Regions from separate parts of the Anas platyrhynchos genome. Here region 1 is linked to region 2. Evidence: chromatin contacts called from public Hi-C data. All regions are on one chromosome and are shown on one strand. Each heading gives the region's core, a stretch centred on a gene start, on an enhancer-like site or on the middle of the called end of the contact. The rest is flanking DNA. Distances are from core to core; before and after follow the strand shown.

Region 1 (4,616 bases), core at 678-3,177, 180 kb after region 2:
GGGCTGCTTTCTAAAGAAACAATGTGCAGGCTGATTCTGAGCAGTACATGCGTGCACGCACAAATCCCTGCCTGAAAAAGAAAACAAAAAACAACCAAACAAAAAACAGAAGACAATGTTTATGAAGTGTTTTGTTGTTTTTTTTAAATGGTGTTAGACAAAGTTTTACAAAGTTCAGCTAAACAAACCCATACTGGAAAGAACAGTAACCTAGCAAAAATGTCCTACCGGGAAAACAGAACCAGTTGTCATTGCAACAAAAAACTCGAGTTAGCTACTCATCCCCTTATGGTAAAGATTATTTGAAGATAATTGTACGTTTGTTTCATTCTTTCCTCTAGCTCCAATTTTGCAGCTGATTTTAGCTGGGCAGACTTAATTCCTGCGTAGAAAGAAATCGCAGGCTCAGGCCTTCATTTCCCCTCCTGGTCTACAGGAATCAAACTGCAGCGCGAACACAAAAGCTGGAATGTCTAGTTCAAGAAAAACAAAAAAAAAAAGGATTAAGTCCACTGATCTTTTCAAGTACACCTCAATTAAGAAACAATCAAATCCCAGACATAAAGGCAGTCTTCCCTATGCTTTCTCCCATTTGCCCTTTTTTTTTTTAAAAAAAAAAAAAAAAAAAAAAAAGAAAAAAGATCTCGTATTTCAGTATTGAGAAAGAACAGGGAAACAATGCATAACTACTGATGTTAATCAGATGCAGAAACGAAGTGACTTTCTCCCTGCCAACAAAAAGACATTACATTCCCTGAAATCATGTGCCTCAACTTACTTTCCTAAGACCTTACATAAGGCAAGATTCTTATGACAATATGCCCAAACCTCCTCATGCTGGTGATTTATTTTTAGATGCCTTTTATGCGCAATACAGGGAAAGACAAACATCCTAATGCAAGCTCTGCGAAGCACTCCTCCTGTTTGCTCTGAGCGGCTGGCTGGAAGGAGATAACATGCAAAAAATCAGCACACAGGTGAGCTCTGTTGAATATCAGATTGCTTTAACCACACGAAACAAACAAACAAACCACTGTAGAAGGATGACAGCCATCCAACCACCTTAACAAAAGTACAATTATAGCCACAACATGCTTTTTTTTTTTAAATAAGGAGCTGAGCCATTACTGCAACTTACTGAAGCCATTCACTCTGTACATTTAGGAAAACCAGCTGCATTTCAATATGATGCACACAGAAATAAACGTTCAGAGGAAAACACACATCCCAAGGCTCCAAAGGCTTCCTGCCTCTCCTCAATATTAATTTTCCTGACCAACTTCGTGCTCCAAACCCGCTTCCATTGGCAGTGCCTCTCTCCTAGCCCTGTCCCCAGGCGCTGAGGCAGGGCCGCTTTACCTCCTGTCAGCAGGCTGCAGCATGCTTCCCAAAACAGGTCATTTAGGCTAAATCGGAGCACCGACAACCCCTTTAGGATGAGAAAGCGAGGACTCCTTTTGCCTTTAGCACCGTAGCAACGTCTGAAGAGATTAATTATTATATAAACCCGGGGAGGGGGGGGGGGGGAAGGGGTTGAGCCCCGGTTATCCCAGCACGCCAGCTCTCCTCAGGAAGCGGATGAGAAGGATGGAGACACAAACAGCGCTCCGGAAACCCAACCGAGGTGATGGCTCTGAGGGAGCCGAGCCGGGCTGAGGCAGCCCTGCCCTGCCCGCCCCCTCGCCCCGCGGTCCCACACCGCCTCCCGGCCCCTCAGGGCACAGCTCACCGGGCTGCCGCATCCCTCGCCAGCCCCCTCGCGGCCCCTCCGCCTCCTCCGCTCGCCACAACCGCGGCCGTTGGAGCCGTTAGGGCCGTTGGGGCCGTTACCGGAGCCGTTACCGGCGCCGCCGCCCGGCAGCGCGCAGCGGAGCGCGGCCGCCGCCGAGCGCTGCCCCAGCCCCACTGCATCACGTGACGCGCCCTCCCCTCCCCGCTCCCCCTCCATCTTGTCCGCTCAGCCCGGGGGGCGGCGCCCCCGCGGCTCCTCCTCGCCGCCCCCCGCTCTAATGTGTGATTAAAGTTGATATTTTATATCTGTGTACGGCTCCCTGTGTGTTTGTGCCTGCGGGGCGGGAGGGAGGTTGGGGAGGATGCGGGAAAAGGAAGGTTGGCGAACGCCCCCCCCCTCCCCTCCCCTCCCGAGGGGGACCTTTTGTTGCTCGGAGCTGCTGCCAGGAAATGGCTTCCGCTTCTCCTCAATTTTACTTGCTTTCCTGGCCGTGCGCAGGGTCATGAGGCAGCTGGGGCTTCGTGCCATGAGCGAGGAGCTGGCTGATCTGCAGCATGGAGCAGTAGGGTAGAGCCCGCTAGAAGTGTCAGCCTATCTTTGGGGGTAGCCAGTGTCATAAAGCCACAGAACCATTAGGGGTGGAAAAGCCCTCCAGGATCACCTGGTCCAACCATTCCCCCTACCACCAGTGTCACCACTAAACCATGTCCCCAAGCACCACGTCCAACCCCTCCTTGAACACCCCCAGGGACGGTGACTCCACCACCTCCCTGGGCAACCCGTCCCAGTGCCTGACTGCTCTTTCTGAGCAGAAATGTCTCCTCATTGCCAACCTGAACCTCCCCTGGCACAACTTGAGGCCATTCCCTCTGGTCCTGTCACTGGTCGACCCCCAGCTCCCCACCCCTTCCTTTCAGGTAGCTGCAGAGAGCAATGAGGTCTCCCCTGAGCCTCCTGTTCCCCAGACCAAACACCCCCAGCTCCCTCAGCCGCTCCTCACAGGACTTGTGCTCCAGGCCCTTCACCAGCTTCGTAGCCCTGCTCTGGACATGCTCCAGGGCCTCGATGTCCTTCTTGTAGCGAGGGGCACAAAGCTGAACACAGCACTCAAGGTGCGGCCTCACCAGGGCAGAGTACAAAGGGATGATCACCTCCCTGGTCCTGCTGACTACACTATTGCTGACACAAGCCAGGATGCTGTTGGCCTTCTTGGCCACCTGGGCACACTGCCAGCTCATGTTCAGGCGAGCTTCAATCAGCACCCCCATGTCCTTTTCCTCTGCAGGAATTTAGGACAAAGCTGTTTGAAGAAAAAATAGAAAACTCAGTGTCACTACCCACGGAGTCCAATCCGGATGGGTTGCTATGAGAGGGAATCAGTGATGTTGAAGAAATTCTGCCCTGGAATATGAGGCAAAGAAGGCCCAGCAGTAGGTCCAGCGCAAAAAGAGATTTTCCCTGCCAAGTTTCTGCTTACTGCACTGCTGAGTGGCCACTTCAGCTGGCCTCAGGAAGACTGCTGAATAGCTTGTGCAACAGCTCCAGCTACAAAAATGGAAAGCACAAATAAGAAGTTATGTGGAAAAGTGTGGTGAGAGCCTCCAAGGGAAGAAGCAGAAGGGGAACTGCAACTGGAAACCCAAACATACACCAATGGTTTCCCTTTTGCCAGAGAAATAGCAGTGCATATCTGCTCATGCAGTGCAGAAATGCAGTGCATTGCATTTCTGCTCATGTTGGTGGCTCTGGAAACAAATCATCTGTTTAGAATAGCTGCCTTCCCTGACACTGCTAGGAAGTGGTGAGAAGGTGGAGCTGTGTAAACAGAGCTTTGATCCTATTTAGTGCAGTATCAAAGACCCGCTTATTTATACTATATGGAAACCCAGTTGTTTAAACATGTACTGATACACATCCCCCAGTCAAAGTTTTTATTCACATGGGTTTAGGTTTCTTGTCATTAGTTATTGCTAATGTCAGCAGGTACATGAAGTCCATAAGCACCTCACAGTAGTTGCAGTTAGTTTATACGATGTCTGAGCTTTACAGCTAAAAAAAAGTGCTCTGAGTGGAGCAGAAGTCACTGTATAACATAGTGAATGCTACTTACTAGTCTTTGTTCTTTTTCTTTCTTCTAGGCTTTTTATAGAAGCCAACAATAGCAAAAAAAAAAAAAAAGTCTTTTTTTTTTTCTTTTTTTTTTTTTTTTCTAGAAGGAAAAGGGATATGAAATCTTATATCCTTCTTGGAAAAGTTTTGACAGACTGGAAATGTTACGAAAGCACTAAATAGCTCAACCAGGCAAAGTGCTTTCCAGAGACTTTTTATTATTATTCTGTAGCAATTACTGCTTATCACGACGTACTGCCGATGTAACTCATTGCTGACTTGGATGAGTTCGCTCAGATGCCAGTATCTCTCTTGCACTGACCACCTCAGCTTCCATCTCACGATGTTGACAGCAGATGACTAGGCAGATGTCATCGCAGATGACTATGAAGTCCTTTTCTCAAGTGACAAAACTCAAAGCATTGGAGATACAAAACAATAGCATGGCATTGAATTACACCCCGAACCGTAATGTAACTCGAATCAGCAGATTCATTCTGAGGTGCACATTGTTGAAATGGGACCTCAAAGTGCCATAGTCATAGATAAATTCAAGTTTAGTAGAATTTATAACCTTTTGTCAGTTTTAGATGAAAATGCCTGCCTGTATCTGCAGCTCTGTAAGCGACCACCGTGAGGAGAGTGATGCTGGCAGCTGTCAATGACCTGTTAAAGGATGCTGAAAGAAAAATTTCAGAATGCTTTTCTCCTCTTTGTTCAGAGTTGTGCTTTCCATCACTTGCTTAGCTGCTTTCATTCAGACTTCAGAGCCCTA
Region 2 (4,714 bases), core at 596-3,095:
CAACCACACTTACGTGACTGAAGTATGTGTATTGGATTAAATGGGGACTTCAGCGAAGAGAAAAAGATTCCCAGAAAAGCCAGGAGCCTTTGTAAATAAACCTAATGAACTTGAACAGAGACACTGGTTTGAGTTCTGGTCCCCTCCTGGACTGTAGAACCAATTTCTTTCTCCCTTATTGAGCATAGGCTTATTTGTGCAAAGCAAACTAAGTGGTCTGGAAAGACAGATTTGAACAGATCTGCAATCTTAGTGCTGAGAAAAAATCTGTCATATTTTACATTGCTGCCAGAATACTTTCTCAAGGTCTAAATGAAAACAAAAATAGATACAAGCATTCACTGGATAGAAACAGAATTAGGACTGTCTTGGCAAGTGCAACAGTCATGTAAGGGCAGCATCATTTGCCCTTCACTGGTCTTGTCATGACTTGATCCATGCATGCATCTTTCCTTAACTGATCTTGTATCTAGTTAGAGCTCTAATATCCCTTTTTTCTTGTTGCAGGCATCATGCGATAATGGTTCTAAAATCCACAGTTACCTATTAGAGTGGGATGAAGTAAGCAAGTTACTCTCTTCTATTTTTCATTTTGTGGTTTTCAAAAGTAGTTGTGTGTGACTATACACATCGAGTTGTATCAAAATTATGACTTGTGTAGAGAGAGGCAAGTGACAACTACATAATTTCTGAAAGCAAGTGTGAAAACATGATTATCGCCCTAATTTTTTCTTAGGTTGTATAACGTATCAAATATTTCTTAGTTATGTGATTCTGCCACCCATAATAGTGGCTTTTCACCAATACTTCTCTCAAGAGCATTGAGATAGATCATTTTCCTATAACGGTGTTCCTTTTATTGTATAAAAGGGGTGTGCCAGCAATGTTCCCATAAACGTGTTCCAGTCCTAGCCAGACAGCTATTCCAAGAGGGAGATGGCAGAGCTGTAGACACTGTACTGCTTTTTCCTTCTAGCCCTTTGGGGATGGGAAGTAGAAAGGAATTTTAAAAGCCTCTAATTCAATACATGTATGTCTTATGTAAAACCTCACTATGGGAGGGTTTCTTGAGTTATGTTACACTTCAAAAATGAATTTACTTCACATTTGTGTGTTACTTTAATTGATGGACACATATTTAATAGGGTGAATAATGTGATTAATTTATTCCTTTTTAGGGAAAAGGAAATGGAGAGTTTTGCCAGTGTTATTATGGCCAACAGAAGCAGTATAGAATTACTAAACTATCACCAGCAATGGGGTACACCTTTAGGCTAGCAGCCAAAAATGACATGGGGATGAGGTAAATATTACTGTTGTATCCATAACTATGGAATGCATTTGCATGCATATGTGTGCTTGCTTAGGAAAAGCATATGATGGCATTTAAAGAAACAAGACTTCTGATCATTTACATAGTTACTTTACCATATGTGATTGGATTATTCATGTTGCAGATCACATTTGCACTGCGAATCACTTGACCCTGCTTGAGCAAGGGAGGCTGGACAAGGAGACCTCCAGAGATCCTTTCTAACCTCAGCTGTTCAATGAGTCCTGGCACAATCAGTTTTGTTCAGGCATTATTCTGGCTACAGCCACTACACGTGTGAATACTTAGCATATAAATGCTACACATCTCAGCCCCTCTTATGAGCAGCTGTCACCTGCAGATAGCACAGCTGCTTCTGCCAAATTTAGCTTAATTTCCCGAACAGCCTGCTCTAACCTGTGTACATGATGCCTTTTTGTACCTAAAGGGGGAGTGCGAGCGTGGCACAGGCAGCCCCGCTGCTCTCAGGTGAAATCAGCTCAGGCCGTGCTGATTTTTAGCTTCAGCCTTCGTAGCCTCACGCTGAGCTCCACTGAAGGTTGCTACCTTGGGCTGGCTTCCTACTGCTCTGAGCTGTAATGGAAGTTCTGGCGAAGCGTTGTGGCTTTTGTGTCTGATGTAATAAGCACTTCTGCTAACACGCAGAATGGGGGTCATGCTGAAAGACAAGCAACCCTGCCAGTGGGCCAGAACTGAATGGTTTGGTAAATGCTGCAGGGGTGCTGCTGTTGGTTGGCCAGAGGGTAACTTGGACCACGCTGTCTGCTGCTCTGGGTGCCAGTGAGGTCTGACATGATGCCAGACCTAAGGCAGTTCTTGCAGCCAGTGTAGCAGTTTACCAGGGCTTGATCAGCCCTCCTTAAATTTAGAGCTGTAGTAACGACAGCATAAAGAGAATGCAGTAACTCTGCTGGAGCAGGAGGTAGGTGCAGCAGAACCCGCTCTGCATCCTGTAGGTATATCTACACTGTGCTCTTTGCCATGTCCATTTTCTGCATATGTCCCTTTACCTGAGGGGTCTGTTAGTCTCATGTTACTGTGGGAAATGGACAGAATATGACACAATACCATTGATATTTTTTTTTCTGAGCATGTAGAACTTATTATGAATGTTTAGGACACGTGGTCATTATTTTTAGAAGTGCTACTTTGCAGGAGTTGTAAAGCACCAAACTTTGGTTTTGATTTGTGAATGAATGGCATCTGTTGTCAGTAGAGGATATAAGTAAGAACTCAAAAATAAATAAATAAATAAAAATGAACAGTTTCTCAGGTTGGGCTTACACTACTGGATGCGTTAGCTCTTGGGAGTGCTTCTTGGTCTTCAGGTGAAGCGATAAAGCTGGCTAATATTCTTACTGCTAGGGCTCAGTACCTCTAGAATAGACTGCCTGTGTCCACGCTATTGGACATTTACATCCCATGTGGCATAAAAGCAAGGCTTCTTTAGCCATGAGCATAAAATTACTATTTTTTGTTTGTGTTTGAGATATTTTGAGCGTTGTGCTGCTCACTGGAGTGGTGTTTTTATAGCATGAAACGCGTGTTATCTGTCCTTCAGCTGGCACAAAGGAGTGTTTGAGGGAACAATGCCTGCCTCGACAGTGTTGAAGGACAGTTTAAAAATAGGGAGCCAGACCTGAGGATGTAATTCATGCTGGATAGAAGAAGTCTTCTGCAGGCTAAGTCCATGAAAACTACAGCTGGCTCAGGAGGTCTCTGAGACATGTTGGGAGGCTTTGGAGAGCACCCAGGGCATGTGTTGCACGTAGTACCTGTTCTTTGTGTCTTCCCTTAGGCTCCTGCTTTGGGTCACTGGCTGAGGACACTGTAGTGAGATAGGCTGACTTTCAGAGTGCTCCAACACAGTCTTTCTTATGTTGCTGCCTTCTGGAAGATGTTTCTGGATTGAACCATTCTCTGAGTTTCTCCTGGACTTGTCTTTGATGAGATGTAATTGGACAAAAGCAGACAGGGAGTGAGCTGAGAGTTAAGCAGGGGCCAGAGTTCAAGTTCTCTTCCTGTTCCCTGGTTACTTCTGAGTGTAAACGTACCCCCTAGGAGTATCCACACGTATTATACACCTCTATGGTGTAAGCTGGTGGAAGACAGTCATCAGTTAAATACCCTTTTTAAAATAATTGCGCTGAATAGATTTTTAAATCTGTATTTCATAGCCATATCACAATGCATTATGTTGGCTTTATGGTATTACTTAAGTCTCCTGAAATAATATTTACTAGGATAGGGTGACAACTTACTCCTTATGAAATATGTTGAGAACCTTCTGTATCTGCAGACTGAATTTTGCCTAAATGATTTTGCCAGCAAGAATGGATATTCTCTCTTAGAGTTACTCCAATTTTTAAATTTGGTTCTAACCAAACATGAAACCGTGGCTAAACAAATCTGGAAAAGTAAAATCCATTTAAAAGATAGAGTATTGTTGTACTCCAAAGTGAAACGTTAAGAGAGGTTCAAAGGTGGGAATTACTGGAGCTCATTTAGTTGGTTTCAATGTGTTTCGGAGTGATTCAATCAAGTAAAGAGATGAAGGCTTTTCAAGGTGTTTTTCTCCACCCCTTCCCTTGCATCTGCATGTGAGTTGGCTGCTTCAATAGTTGGCTGTGAGTAGACAGGTTTAGTGTGTCTAGCTTCTCTTCATGCTTTCTTAGCCTAACTGTAACGCTGGATTTTTATTTTTATTTTTAAGTAGATACAGCATATGTATCATACTGTCTTAATTGCAGAGATTTTCTTGCTTGTGACTTTTGGCAAAAAAAGTGTTATTCCGGCTTCTCAGGAGAAATGGGTCAGAGAGAAAGGGACGGCGAGGTATCTTCATACTGTGATTTTTCAGGGAAGCCAGATTTGGACACACGAGATATTTGACTGGTTCTGTTGTTCAAGACACATGAGGAATTTTGTTTTCAGGACTTCCTGGTGCTCACTTAGATGATGTCTTGCTTTCAAAGTTGCATCTTTGACGTTAGTTTCATACAGTTTAAAAAAAAACTAGACAAGCTCTCAAGCCTGCGTTTCTTCAGATCTGACGCAGGAACAGCAAATTTCTAAATAAATGCCAGCTGAGAACAGTTTTTTAGAGTCTAGATGGATACATGTCACACCATCTGTGCTTTGTACCCATTTACTGACTTTGGCATCCCTCTGTTTCTCGGTAGATCTTTTGCTGTAACTTGTTACAGAAGGTTTATCCCTTGGAGGTTTATCTGAGAGTCATCAGATAAGGTTGAAAGTTCAGGGACTGACTGGTGTACGGTCTGCTGCATTTGTTCTGTGATAAGACTTTCATATTGCCGACTCTTAAAGTAACTTAATAACTTCATATTGAATTAACTTAATATTGAATAAGACTATTAT

What was found. A called contact is a pair of places that touch in the nucleus more often than the background predicts.
Region 1: a Hi-C map of skeletal muscle shows a contact between it and region 2, with 3 times the contacts expected there. The contact joins the promoter of RCBTB1 here to the enhancer-like site in region 2. A contact is called at or near these places in 2 of 8 Hi-C or Micro-C datasets (skeletal muscle and subcutaneous adipose tissue).

Annotation. Positions count from the first base shown.
Region 1 is chr1:178,660,987-178,665,602 of IASCAAS_PekinDuck_T2T, forward strand. It overlaps RCBTB1 (RCC1 and BTB domain containing protein 1), which reads right to left and starts at 1,928. Exons shown (of 15, transcript XR_011806435.1): 1 at 1,730-1,928.
Region 2 is chr1:178,478,891-178,483,604 of IASCAAS_PekinDuck_T2T, forward strand. It overlaps FNDC3A (fibronectin type III domain containing 3A), which reads left to right. Exons shown (of 26, transcript XM_038173524.2): 11 at 508-561; 12 at 1,179-1,303. Among named protein-coding and RNA genes, the nearest start is that of MLNR, 27 kb to the right of the region's middle. Within about 2 kb of position 1,846, at least 4 of the 8 cell types and tissues checked have an H3K27ac peak or open chromatin away from gene starts, as enhancers often do.